2 separate regions of the Oryzias latipes genome follow, and region 1 is linked to region 2. Evidence: chromatin contacts called from public Hi-C data. All regions are on one chromosome and are shown on one strand. Each heading gives the region's core, a stretch centred on a gene start, on an enhancer-like site or on the middle of the called end of the contact. The rest is flanking DNA. Distances are from core to core; before and after follow the strand shown. Region 1 holds the start of pwwp2b (PWWP domain-containing protein 2B). Region 2 holds the start of tmem254 (transmembrane protein 254).

What was found. Hi-C and Micro-C count contacts between places; a contact is called where the count stands out from the background.
Region 1: a contact with region 2 is called in a Hi-C map of embryo, with 2.8 times the contacts expected there. The contact joins the promoter of pwwp2b here to the promoter of tmem254 in region 2. A contact is called at or near these places in 2 of 5 Hi-C or Micro-C datasets (embryo and fibroblasts).

Annotation. Positions count from the first base shown.
Region 1 is chr15:1,988,399-1,994,054 of ASM223467v1, forward strand. It overlaps pwwp2b (PWWP domain-containing protein 2B), which reads left to right and starts at 1,340. Exons shown (of 3, transcript XM_011484011.3): 1 at 1,340-2,086; 2 at 5,147-5,656. The coding sequence starts at 1,947.
Region 2 is chr15:1,848,259-1,853,687 of ASM223467v1, forward strand. tmem254 (transmembrane protein 254) reads left to right here and starts at 3,217. Exons shown (of 4, transcript XM_004076864.4): 1 at 3,217-3,373; 2 at 5,411-5,429. The coding sequence starts at 3,287. LOC101155136 (homeobox protein Mix.2-like) reads left to right here and starts at 304. Exons shown (of 2, transcript XM_023963469.1): 1 at 304-504; 2 at 1,037-1,928. The coding sequence starts at 304. The coding sequence ends at 1,729.

The DNA.
Region 1 (5,656 bases), core at 90-2,589, 140 kb after region 2:
TCATTCATCTGCTTTATCTACGGTGAGACTACCAGCCACCAGGGGGCAGCACAAACCACTTCTCTACATGCTGTAAAGGGGATGAAATGACCTGAAAATGCCACAAAGTGAGTCAAGTGCAATGGATCGTCATCAACTAGCCTTAATGATGAGCCTCTGCAGCAGCAGTCAAAGCACATCCAAAAAGCACAGCAAACATCCCAGAGTAATCGTGAAGCTGTGACTGCAGCTTCAGAGGATGCGTGCAAGAGTCCTTCTGTGTGTGCAGCAGCTGTGCAACCAGGACCTGAATATTGTCATCCCTTTGTCTTCTGTGCTCGAGAAGGACATTCAAACCCCGGTTTGCAGAACTACAATGGTTCAGAGCACAGACGGATGTTTGACAGGTGAGCTGCACCATCGTCCCAGCAGTCCCTGAGTCTGACTGCACATTGACTTGGTGCATTAAAAGAGCTTTCCAGGTGACATTGTCATGAGCAAAAGTTTACTTCCAAAGCCGTGCTGTGTTTTCTTACAAGAATGACCCAAGCTGGTGTAGATGTACAGCCAGCAGCATCTAGTGGACAAAGAGAATCTGTACAACTATCAGATTATTAGCGGGTTCCTTTGTTCTTCCCAAAAACATCTTTAAACAGCCTGGTCCAGCACGACCTGGTCCGGCACGGCCTGGTCTGGCACAGCCTGGTCCAGCACAAACTTTCTTTTCACACCCATGAAAGCAGACCTCACCTAATTTAGAACAGTCAAGCTGAACAATCGGTCAATCGATCCTGAGACAGCAAATAGCCTGAAGAAAACCTCCCAACTCTGATTCTTGAGCAGAGATTCTAGATCTTGACCTTTCCTAGATGAACCCAGAATGTGGAGCAGGTCTGTGTGGACCGGATGTAGGCTGAGCTGAGGGATGTGGAGGAGATCAGAGCCATCATGAGTCCCTAACGTACCTAACTCACCATCCACACTGGCCCTTCTGCTCTGAGAGGACAGGAGGGGAGTGTGGAACCATCAATGTCCACGCAGAAGCAAAGAGTTTTCTTCCAAACACCTGCATGTCTGGCTGGTGACACTTGTGCTTCTAAATGGTTATCAAATACACAACTTTAACCAACAATTCTAAAAAAAAAAAAAAAGTCTAATTTTGTGACCTTTTCTCTCCATTTTCCTCCTCGATGGCTTCATTTTAACATGAACTATAAGGGGAACAGTTAGATCCTAAAAGGATCATTGTGTCTCCAGAAGTAATGAAGAACCTATGAGTCCACGGGCCGTTGAGCCTGGGATGTTGAAAGCCAGGGTTTATTTTATTGTACTTTGGTAGATTGAAGGAACACAAAATAAAAGACTCCAGTGAAATGTTCATGATAAAATTGAAAATTGAATTTCCAACTGAGAATTGCAAATTATAAATGTTCAACACCAGAAGCCTTCAGCTGTCATCTGTTTGCTCAGCTGTTGGACAAGTTAAAAAATAAATCCACTTAAATAAATAGAGAACTGCATATGTTTTGAATTATGAGTGAACTAAACGTCCAGAAGGAAGAGCAGTAGGTTTGACCGTAAACACATCCCACTAACTAAGCGTCGTCGTTCTTTCTACAGTAAATCGTTGATGGCGTCTCCTCCTGCGGTGCGTGGCGAACACAGTGCGGGGAAAGCGCGTTCCGCTGTCTGAGTCAGTCGGCGGTAATGGCCGGCACGAGCCGCCGCAGTGACACGGAGGAAGGGTCGGCCTTGTCTTGAGGCTCTCGCTCCTGTGCCTCTCAGAGCGTGATGTCAGCGGCGGCAGCGCTGTTGTAATTCACTCGGTGGGGGTGATGGCGTCACGATCTGCCCTGCTGTAGCCTCCTGCTCCGATAGTGAAGCGAGACGGAGCGCAGGCCGAGGTGACCGTGGCTCCGTTGGCCGGGATCGAGTACCGCCAGGCCGGACAATTCATCCCGGGAAACATGGAGGCTGTGGCCGAGGAGCTGCGGGCCGGCTCTCGGGTACCAGTCACTATCGATCACATGCTTAACGATACACTGGTTGTGACGCTGACCTACCAAGAAAGGAACTACACAGGAATATTACTGGATTCCAACAAAAAGTGAGCATTTTCCCTGTTTTTTCTTCATTTCCCCCCACGAAATGAATTTGGAAAATGATGCTAACAGCTAACATACCCACGGAGCTAACGCCAGGCTAACTCGTTAGCTGGCTAGCAGTTAGCCTGGCCTTCAAAAAGACAGGTTATTGAAGCTGACAAGGTGGCTACGGGTTAGCTTCATGGCTAATCAAAACTCCTATCATTTTACTCCACGATTTGCCAGATAAATCGGATTTATTTCGTCGATGAAAACACGCGTTGACACAAAAGCAGCCGAGTTTGTAGAAATTGTAAATGACTTTTATTGTTCCATAGCTGCAGTTAGAGGCTTCATCTGTAGCTTATTGTTAGCCTAATCAAACCCAGAGAAGCTAAAACGATTAAAGTAAAAGAAGGCCTTGGCTGAAAGCATCATTATCTAAGGTAGATGACATTTACATGTATATCATACACACACGCACTTCTGTTAAAGCTGTCTAAGAAACTAAGAAATATATCTTCATGGTGCTTATTATTTGAGATTGGTTACTGCTTAATCTGTTGAAACAATAGAAATGTACAATAATTGAGACCTTTTTAATACATAATATTATAATGTTCTCATCTAAAACTATTTGATACTGGGTAAAGAACACGGTGGGCTGTTTTTATGACCAAAAAAATGTCACAATGAGGCAAAGCCTTAATGAAATGACAGAAACCCAGAAGTTTAACTGATCCTCACGAACTATGTGTTGCTGTGAGGATTTTGTATCAAAACAGGCACTGATCTTAAAGGTTGAATACAAAGCCAGTATCAAAAGATGTGCAGCTCCCCTCTCTTCCTAGTGCAGGAAGCCAAGCTGCCCCGAGAATAACCCTCCTAAATGGGAACAGGGAGGCCTTAAAATAGTTGCCAGGCCTCGTCTCTGAAAATGTGAACACTTCTTCCTTTTCTGTTCTGGCAAATTTGTTTCCTGTCATTGTTGATCATGCTTTTTAGGTCATATCTTCAGCTCAAGATAATCTCCACCACGAAGTTACACAATATAAAATGGCTACAGCACAGTCAAGCATGGCCTGTCATGTTGTGCGTCCTTGTACTGCCTAACAGGGACTGTCTGTTCCCTGTCACAGGCAGCTCTGTCTGTTCTCTGCTGCTCTAGAGACACCTATGAAAAGGTATGAGGAACAGGCCTCGCCAACGTGCAGCCGTGCACAGCTCCCTGCCAGCTACTTCCCATGAGGCCCAAACACGGGTTCCCCACATGTGAACTAATTAATAATCTCACCGCACACGGATGCAAAAACAAACTGAAGTCTCAAGGCTGCATCTCTGAATCCCAAGTGAATCATGGGATTGTTTTTGTTCAGTCAGATGTTGGTGGTGGTGGTGGGGGGTGATCCTGGACATCTTTGTCTGCTGTTTTTTGGATAAAGCTGCTCTGCTACCTTTCTTTTCCCCATCATCCACTTCAGAAAGGACAGCTGCCAAGTTCAGGCTTTGTTTGATGTTTCTTAAGATGAAAGATAAAAATGAGAGGAAATAATTAATGGGGTTCAAGATCTCTGTGTTTGCAGCCTCAGGTAAAAAGATGGACCCCCCCCCCCAAATGTTAATGCATTTCTGCACAAAGGTGAGAGAAAATAATGACCCGCTCCAAGATAATCTAAGGGTGTATTCAGACTGGAAACAGTTAGATCCCTTAAAGTGAACCAGAGTTCGTTTCCCCCAATAATCCAGAACAAATTTTCAGTCTGAATACATCTAAGCGGACCCTGGTCCAGGACCAGGAACCGCTCTTGGACCCATCTTTGGAGGTGGTCTCGATTCGTTTCCAATCGGACTGAGCTCTGCTTTGCTTTGAGAGTCCTCATTCTGAATACAATCTATCGTCGGAACGGAAAAACTGAACCAAAACCGCCACCGAAGCCGAAGTGAACAGAGTAAGAATGTAGCAACAGATGTAAAGCAACGATTGTCATGTTGTCAACGATTGTTAAACAGAAAAAATGGTGCAACATTTTATTTGTTAGAACGTTTATCTTAACACAGCTGAAAACCCTTCTTACGTGCTTTTTCGTGTCTCGTTACGCTGCACACGTCTGTGACGTCATCCTAAAAGCTACCTTGTAGTTCATTAATAAAATTCTCTTGAACAAATAATGCCATAACAGCACGACGATGACACACATCAACTCATTGAAATGTGATCATTTGAATTCAGATTTATTAAAACTATTTTTAACGTGACACACTGCTTCTCACTGTTTTCCCAACAATCTTCATGTCATAAACACTCATCAACGCACCTTCATACCCGATGTCTCCTCATCACTGCTGCTGCCATCAGCCTTTGAGTTAAAGCTCACACGGCACGTCTCCTTGCAAGTAACCAACCGCCTTGTAGCATTCCTCCGCCGTACCAAAGTAACAACACGTTAACGGCCCCGATAAGTTTTGTTTAGCACAGCACGTACGCCTTTCTCTTGTTGTTTTGATCCATCCTCGTAGTTCCTGGCCAATGACTGAAGAGATCCTTAGTCAAGTGTTTGTGTTTAAAAGCTTTAGTCAGTCACAGAACGGTCTGTTTGATGGCAGTCTGAATACAGACCAAACACAAGGTTCAGGACTCAATCCGGACTAAAGGATTTTTCCAGTCAGAATACTCACTAAATGCAGAGAGAATGTGCTGTTCTGGTAATCTGAATGTAGAGAGAATGGGACCCCATCCCAGGTAATATGAATGCAGACCTGCTGGGCCTTTGCTCTTGTCATGATACCAGAAGAAGGTTCTTCTAAAATCTTGTGGGACAATGCAGTTTCAAAAACACTGACATGCATACAGCCTGGATTCAATGTATGAGTGTAATTTACTGGGTTGAGCAACCGTCTGCCAAAGTGTCCTTGAGCAAGACACTTAAAACGCACATATTCCCCAGTCATAGTCTGCTGCTATGCTAAATGACTGAATGTGCTTGAGTGTGCATCATGCTTCTATTTTCTGCTGAAGGTCTTGCGTTTGTGCTGTTCTGGTTCACTCTCACTAATTTAGTGATTTTTCTCCTCTTTTCTTTCAGAAATGGACTGTTTTGTCTGCCAGATTTCACGGCTAATCCCGGGATTGGCCCCTTAACTAAACCAGCCTGTGAAGTCCCAGAAACTCTGAGTGAGGAGCCCGCTCCCAAATCCCCGATCCAGGCTTCATACAGACCCAAGGATGAGAATTCGCTCCCTGCAAGCAGCATTCCTGCTGCGCCCGTCCCATGCCCCGTTCCATGCCCCGTCCCAGCGCCTGTGCCGCCCGGGCACACTCCTTATCCTCCTTATTTTGAAGGAGCACCTTTTCCTCCGCCTTTATGGGTGCGTCACACCTACAGCCAGTGGGTTCCACAGCCCCCTCCAAGGCTGATAAAGAGAAAAAAGAGACGGACACGAGAACCTGGCCGTCTGACCGTGAGCACCATACGCCTGCGGCCTCGGCAGGTACTCTGTGAAAAGTGCAAAAACACACTGAACAGTGACGAGGACAGCAAAGACGGCCTGAGTAATGCCAAGACCTCAAGAAAAGAAAACACCCTACACAGCGA
Region 2 (5,429 bases), core at 1,967-4,466:
ATTTCACTGCAGTGACAGAAATGAGAGACAAATTCTTCAGAACAGAGTTCATGTTGGGCTTCAGAAGACACAGAAAAGCTGCAGGAGCTTTTGCTTCATACATCATCTCAGATAATTCATTGAAGGTTAACGCTATCTTCATTTTGCCGTGTTTACTTGACTTGATAGTGCTGTCAGAACCACTTTAGAAAGAGAAGCTCATTCTTTATCTGCGCATTGAATTAATGGCATTTGCTGTTTGGTGGATCTGTGTACATACCTGACAGCTTCACGTTTTAAACCCGTCACGTGTGTTGACCCCCATCTCTGTGTTCCTCAGACGACGCCAGATCTGCGGCCTCCGGTGGCGGCACCTCTCGCAGCGCCAGCCGCAGGAAGAGGACCAGCTTCTCCAAGGAGCACGTGGAGCTCCTGAGAGCCACGTTTGAGACCGACCCGTACCCGGGAATCAGCCTCAGAGAGAGCTTGTCCCAGACCACGGGCCTGCCAGAGTCCCGCATTCAGGTACCTGCTGTTTCACAGAGGTTCTGCTTTATTTTTGAGACGAGATGGAAAGGAAAATGAATGCAACATAGTTTAGCATTCAGTGAAATCCTTCCTGCCAGCAGCGGAAACTCTGAACAGTGTTAAGAAGTCGGTTACTTCATTTTCCAGTGTCCCTTTCAGGATTAACAGTTATTTTGAAATGAATGGTTCCCAGCAAACACACACATGCCTGCAAGCACGAGCACAAGGAGCAACTGCATGTGGAAACATACGACTGGCCTCTGTTGTAAGATGTTTGCTTGGTTATCATCAGAAGTCTTTGTGTTCAAATGCATCCTGCATTCAGCAGCAGATACTCTAATCTGTGGAGCGCTTCACGCCTTTATCTGCACAGATGACACAAGCGCTTTTTATCAGGGTCTTGTTTTTTGGGTGGGTAAACAGAGCCAGCAGCTCTAAAAGCTGACATGCACTGGACTTGCCCCCCCCCCCCGAGCCTGATTAAGCAGCCAGTGATTGACAGGAAGTTTCTTCTGTTCTTCCTGTTCAGGTGTGGTTCCAGAACCGAAGAGCTCGCACGCTGAAGTGTAAAGGAGCCAAGAAAGCTCTGTGGCAGTCTGACAGTCCGGGGCACAACTCTTTCCACGCCGCTGCCAGGGCGGGGGCACTTCGACCTCACGACCCCCCACCGGCCTACCCGTCCCGAGTGAAGCAGGAGGTGGAGGAGGGCAGCTATTATGGGCAGTGTCCTGCTGCTTATGCCAACGCCCAGGAGCACGCACACTTCAGTTCCCTGTTTGGGCATCAGCAGGGGGGGCATCTGGACACCAGCTCTCCTCTGGGGGGCTACTGGCCTGGCAGTCCGAGCGGCCCGGCCTCCCCCCCATGGGGAAAACCTTTGCAGATGAGCAGCTTCAGTTCCATGCAGCAAGCATTGATGTTCACGGGAGAGCCGCAGACGTATGCGACCCCCTCCACGCCCCACTCCTCCATCCCAGACACGCCCGACTCTGGATACTGGGACGCCTGCTTGGAGAACAGCCCACCAACCGGGGGTCCGTTCAGCCAGCTGGAGGAATCCTGCAGCAGGGCTGCTCTGGAGGACAGCAGAGATCCAGCAGCAGTCCAGCACGCCCCCCTGCCGGTGCTTTCGCTGCAGGAGATCCTGTGGGAGCTGAATGAGAGCTGGCTGGGGGGTGAAGGACTGGAGGGGTGCACTGTGGGAGACCAAGCCTCTTCCTGAGGCTGAGGGATGTACTGTAGTTTAAGAGAACGTCTGCCTGAGGAATCCCAATCAATCAATCAATCAATCAATCAATCAATCAATCAATCACTGCCCCCCCCCTTTGTATTTATTCATCTTCTGATTATTTAAGTCTATTTATGATTTCTGCAAATAAAAGTGGATGTGTTATAATATCGGTTTCTTTTTACATTCAAGAGTTTACTGCAGATGCTCAACCACATTGTTTTTGCAGCCGATCAGTCCAACAAACAGGATTCTGAAAAGCTTCAAATGAAGCATAAAACATAAAACGCAGCTCTTTCCAGAGAACTTTCCAGATTCAAGAATAGCAAACGAACAAAGACCTGTACAACCCAGATGCTAAGGAAGGACTGTGATCTAACTACAGCTAAAGTCTTCAGGGTCACTTTAAAGAAATGCCAGATTCCAAGAAGGAAATAAGGATTTTTTTCTTCATCTTTTGAGTTTCCTTAAAGTCACAGAAACCTTTATTTTAACAATCTCAGTTTCAGGAAAAGAGGTTGGAGATCAGCCACTTCAGGTGTTACATTAAAACATTTAAATAATTTTCTAAATATAATGAAGTTAGGCTGTATTTTTCTTTCCATTTTGAAACCCGAATAACAAAAATGGACATAACCATACATTGTTTAAGGCACAGTCTGTGTGTGAGGAGGACGTTGTCCAAAGTCCGCTTGATCTGTAGTTGGAATTCAGGACAGATGTTTCCAGAGGACGAACAATGAAAGAGAAGACGTCTGGTAGTTTCCATGTGGGAGTCACAGAAAGAAGGACAACTGTCATATTCCACATGGAATCTCCTAAGTAGTTAGATGGATATATCTAGTTAAAAATGTTATAATGTATTTCTTTTGTTTTTGGGTATAGCTGGAATTTTAAACAATTTTTTCCACTAAACTTTAGTGCACATTTTTCAATTTACAGAAATTCACATTCAGTTATACAATAAAGAAACAATTGCAAATATCAAACACACATATAAAACCAAACAATAGCAATAGGTCCTTCGTGTGTGTCGTTTTCTTTTAAATGCTCATATACAAACCAAGTTAGGGTGAACAAACGTTAGAAATGCGCATACAGAAAAAACAAAATAAAAAAAGGCAAAAAACAATTCAAAATAACAATAGTTTTGATATTTTTTAATAAATTACTCAACTTAATTTTAAATAATTTGTTCTGTATTTTTTATTTCTGCTTCGAAAAACTTGACTAGACTTTCTGTTTGATTGTATGGCATAGGATGATAGTTTACATGTTTCTGTAGTTTCTGGTTTCTCTTTGATTTTAAGGCATTTGTGAGTTTTTCCCTGTTATTATATGAGCGACACTCTTCACGGGAAGTCGTATGTTTAATGAAAACCGCAGCAGAGGAGTCGTTCGTCAACCTCGCTGTCGGGAGAGCTCACACCAGCCTCCCGGTGAGGAACGGACCGGAACCTCCCCTCTTCGCCTCGGGGTCGGGCCGCATGGTTCCGTCCTTCCGCTGTGCCCGCACGGTCACATTTGGCGGAGGCACCGGCGCGAGCAGCGATGGCGGGAGCCGACGGAAGCGCCTTTTTCAGGAGAACCAGCCTGTTCTGGATGGTCACCGTCTCGCTGTCCGTCGCGTATTTCACTGTGAGTTCTGGTTCGGCTCTGGTTCGGCTCTGGTCTCTGCTTGGGTCGAGAGGAATGTCGTAAAGTTCCGACCCGGTCGGTCTTATTCCACAACTAAAGGACCACAGAGCAGTCTCTGCCGGGACATACGTCTGTATGATACACGTACGTCCCGGCAGTGACTGTATCATCATTTAGATTGGATTGAAAAAACCTAAGAGTTTGTAGGAAGTATGTCAGAAAGTATTTAAAACTCATCAGGACAGTAAACTGTAGTAACAGAATGTTCCACCGTCACCACAACATGACAGCAGGAATAATAGTTCATTTATTATTCATCATAATGCTGCTGTCATTGTGTCGTTTGTCTGCATTGGGTTAGAATGAACATAAGCAGGTTTTAGCTTCAGGGAGCATAAAGAAACGGAGAAGATCAGGAAAATGGAGCAAATACTGAAATATGAAACCCCCTACTGCTGGTTATTTAGGTAGTTATGCTCAGATCTCTGTTTTGAAACGGAAATCATTATGTTACAGTGAAATAATGCACACATATTTAGGAAAGTCATGGTCCTGTTAGTAAGTAGGGTTCAACAAAAAAATCAAATTATGAATTTGTAGCTTGTGAAAACCGTCTAAGGCTAAAACGCGGCGTAGGAGTTAGCTTTTGGTTTGACCTTCAGCCACCGAGGTCATTACCGCAGCTTATCTGAGCCGGAGGTCAGAGTCCCGCTCTGCTCCCGTCAGCAAAGTGGGCTGCAGAAAGTCCCAACAGCAGGAATAAGAATGTGTTTGGGGGGGGGGTCTTCATGGAAGCAAAAAAAATGTCGGCGAAAAGCAAAAATGTCTCTGGTGGTGTCGACCAACTGCTGACGGGGAGAACAGTCTTCTGTAGTCTTCTTCAGTAATGTCCCAGTCTTCGGGTTGGGGGGGGGGGTCCCGGGGTTGGCTCCAAACACCAGCTTCAAGTCCTAGAACAGCTGGACTTGGATCAGCGCACAAGCGGCCCACAATCCCCCTCTTGGAGAGTCCAAAGCAGCAGCAGTTTGGTGTTGGCAGAAGATTCTTCAGCTGTTTTAACCTTTGTGCTATCTTATGGGGGTCAAAATGACCCCCCCTTCCATTGACGTGTTCTCCCTACCATGACAAAGGTGGATAAAGGTGGAAAGATTTCATGTAATCCATGGACACCAGTGAAGATCACAAATCAGTGAAGAAAAAAGGTTCAGAGCACTGTTTAGTGGGTCTAGATGACCCAACTCCCATACATTAACGTTGGGAGTGGGGTCATCTTGACCCCACAAGATAGCACAAGGGTTAGAAAAAGAATCAAACACCCAAAAGCCCCCTGCAGGCAGCTGCATCCACCCTCAGCTTTACTGCTTTCTTTGTTCTAAATGTCTGGCTGCTTTTTTCATATTTTAGTTTCTTGAAGCTTTATCCGCTTTTCCTTTGGTTTTGTCGTATTTTTTTGTGCATGAATGTGGAACAGCATTTAAGTTTCTTTTCACGCCAGAGGTGCAAGGCGTCGGTATCTCTCTGATTATTTTGAGGCTCGGTTCTGGACGGAAACCAAACCAAAGCGACCCTCAAATGGAGCAGCAGGTATCCGTTTGTGTGCAAAAAAAAAAGAGCTCTGAAGAAAAGCTGAAATGATGGCTTCATGTTCATGTGACCAAAGATGAGTCATGACCCGGTCAGGAGCAGAACCGGTCCTTCAAACCACACATTTTCATTTCCTTCCTCACAACAAGGATGTCTTTGGAAGCACAATCAGCTGCTGCCGCCTGATTTCAAAGCATGACAGAATTCCTTCACAGCCTCATTCTGCACGGATCCACAGGATTTATTGGATCCTGAGGACGTTTTTCTGCGTGGGAGTCCTAGTGGACAGTCATGGAACTGTCAGGGGTTAATAACAGGGAGTCCTAGTGGACAGTCATGGAACTGTCAGGGGTTAATAACAGCCCATCTTCCTCTGAACCTGCCTGTGGAGGTGAAACTCGCCACAGCTGCCGTTCATGTTGAATAACGCTGAACTACTGTTGTCGTTTGCAGTTGATGGTGTTTGCTCCAG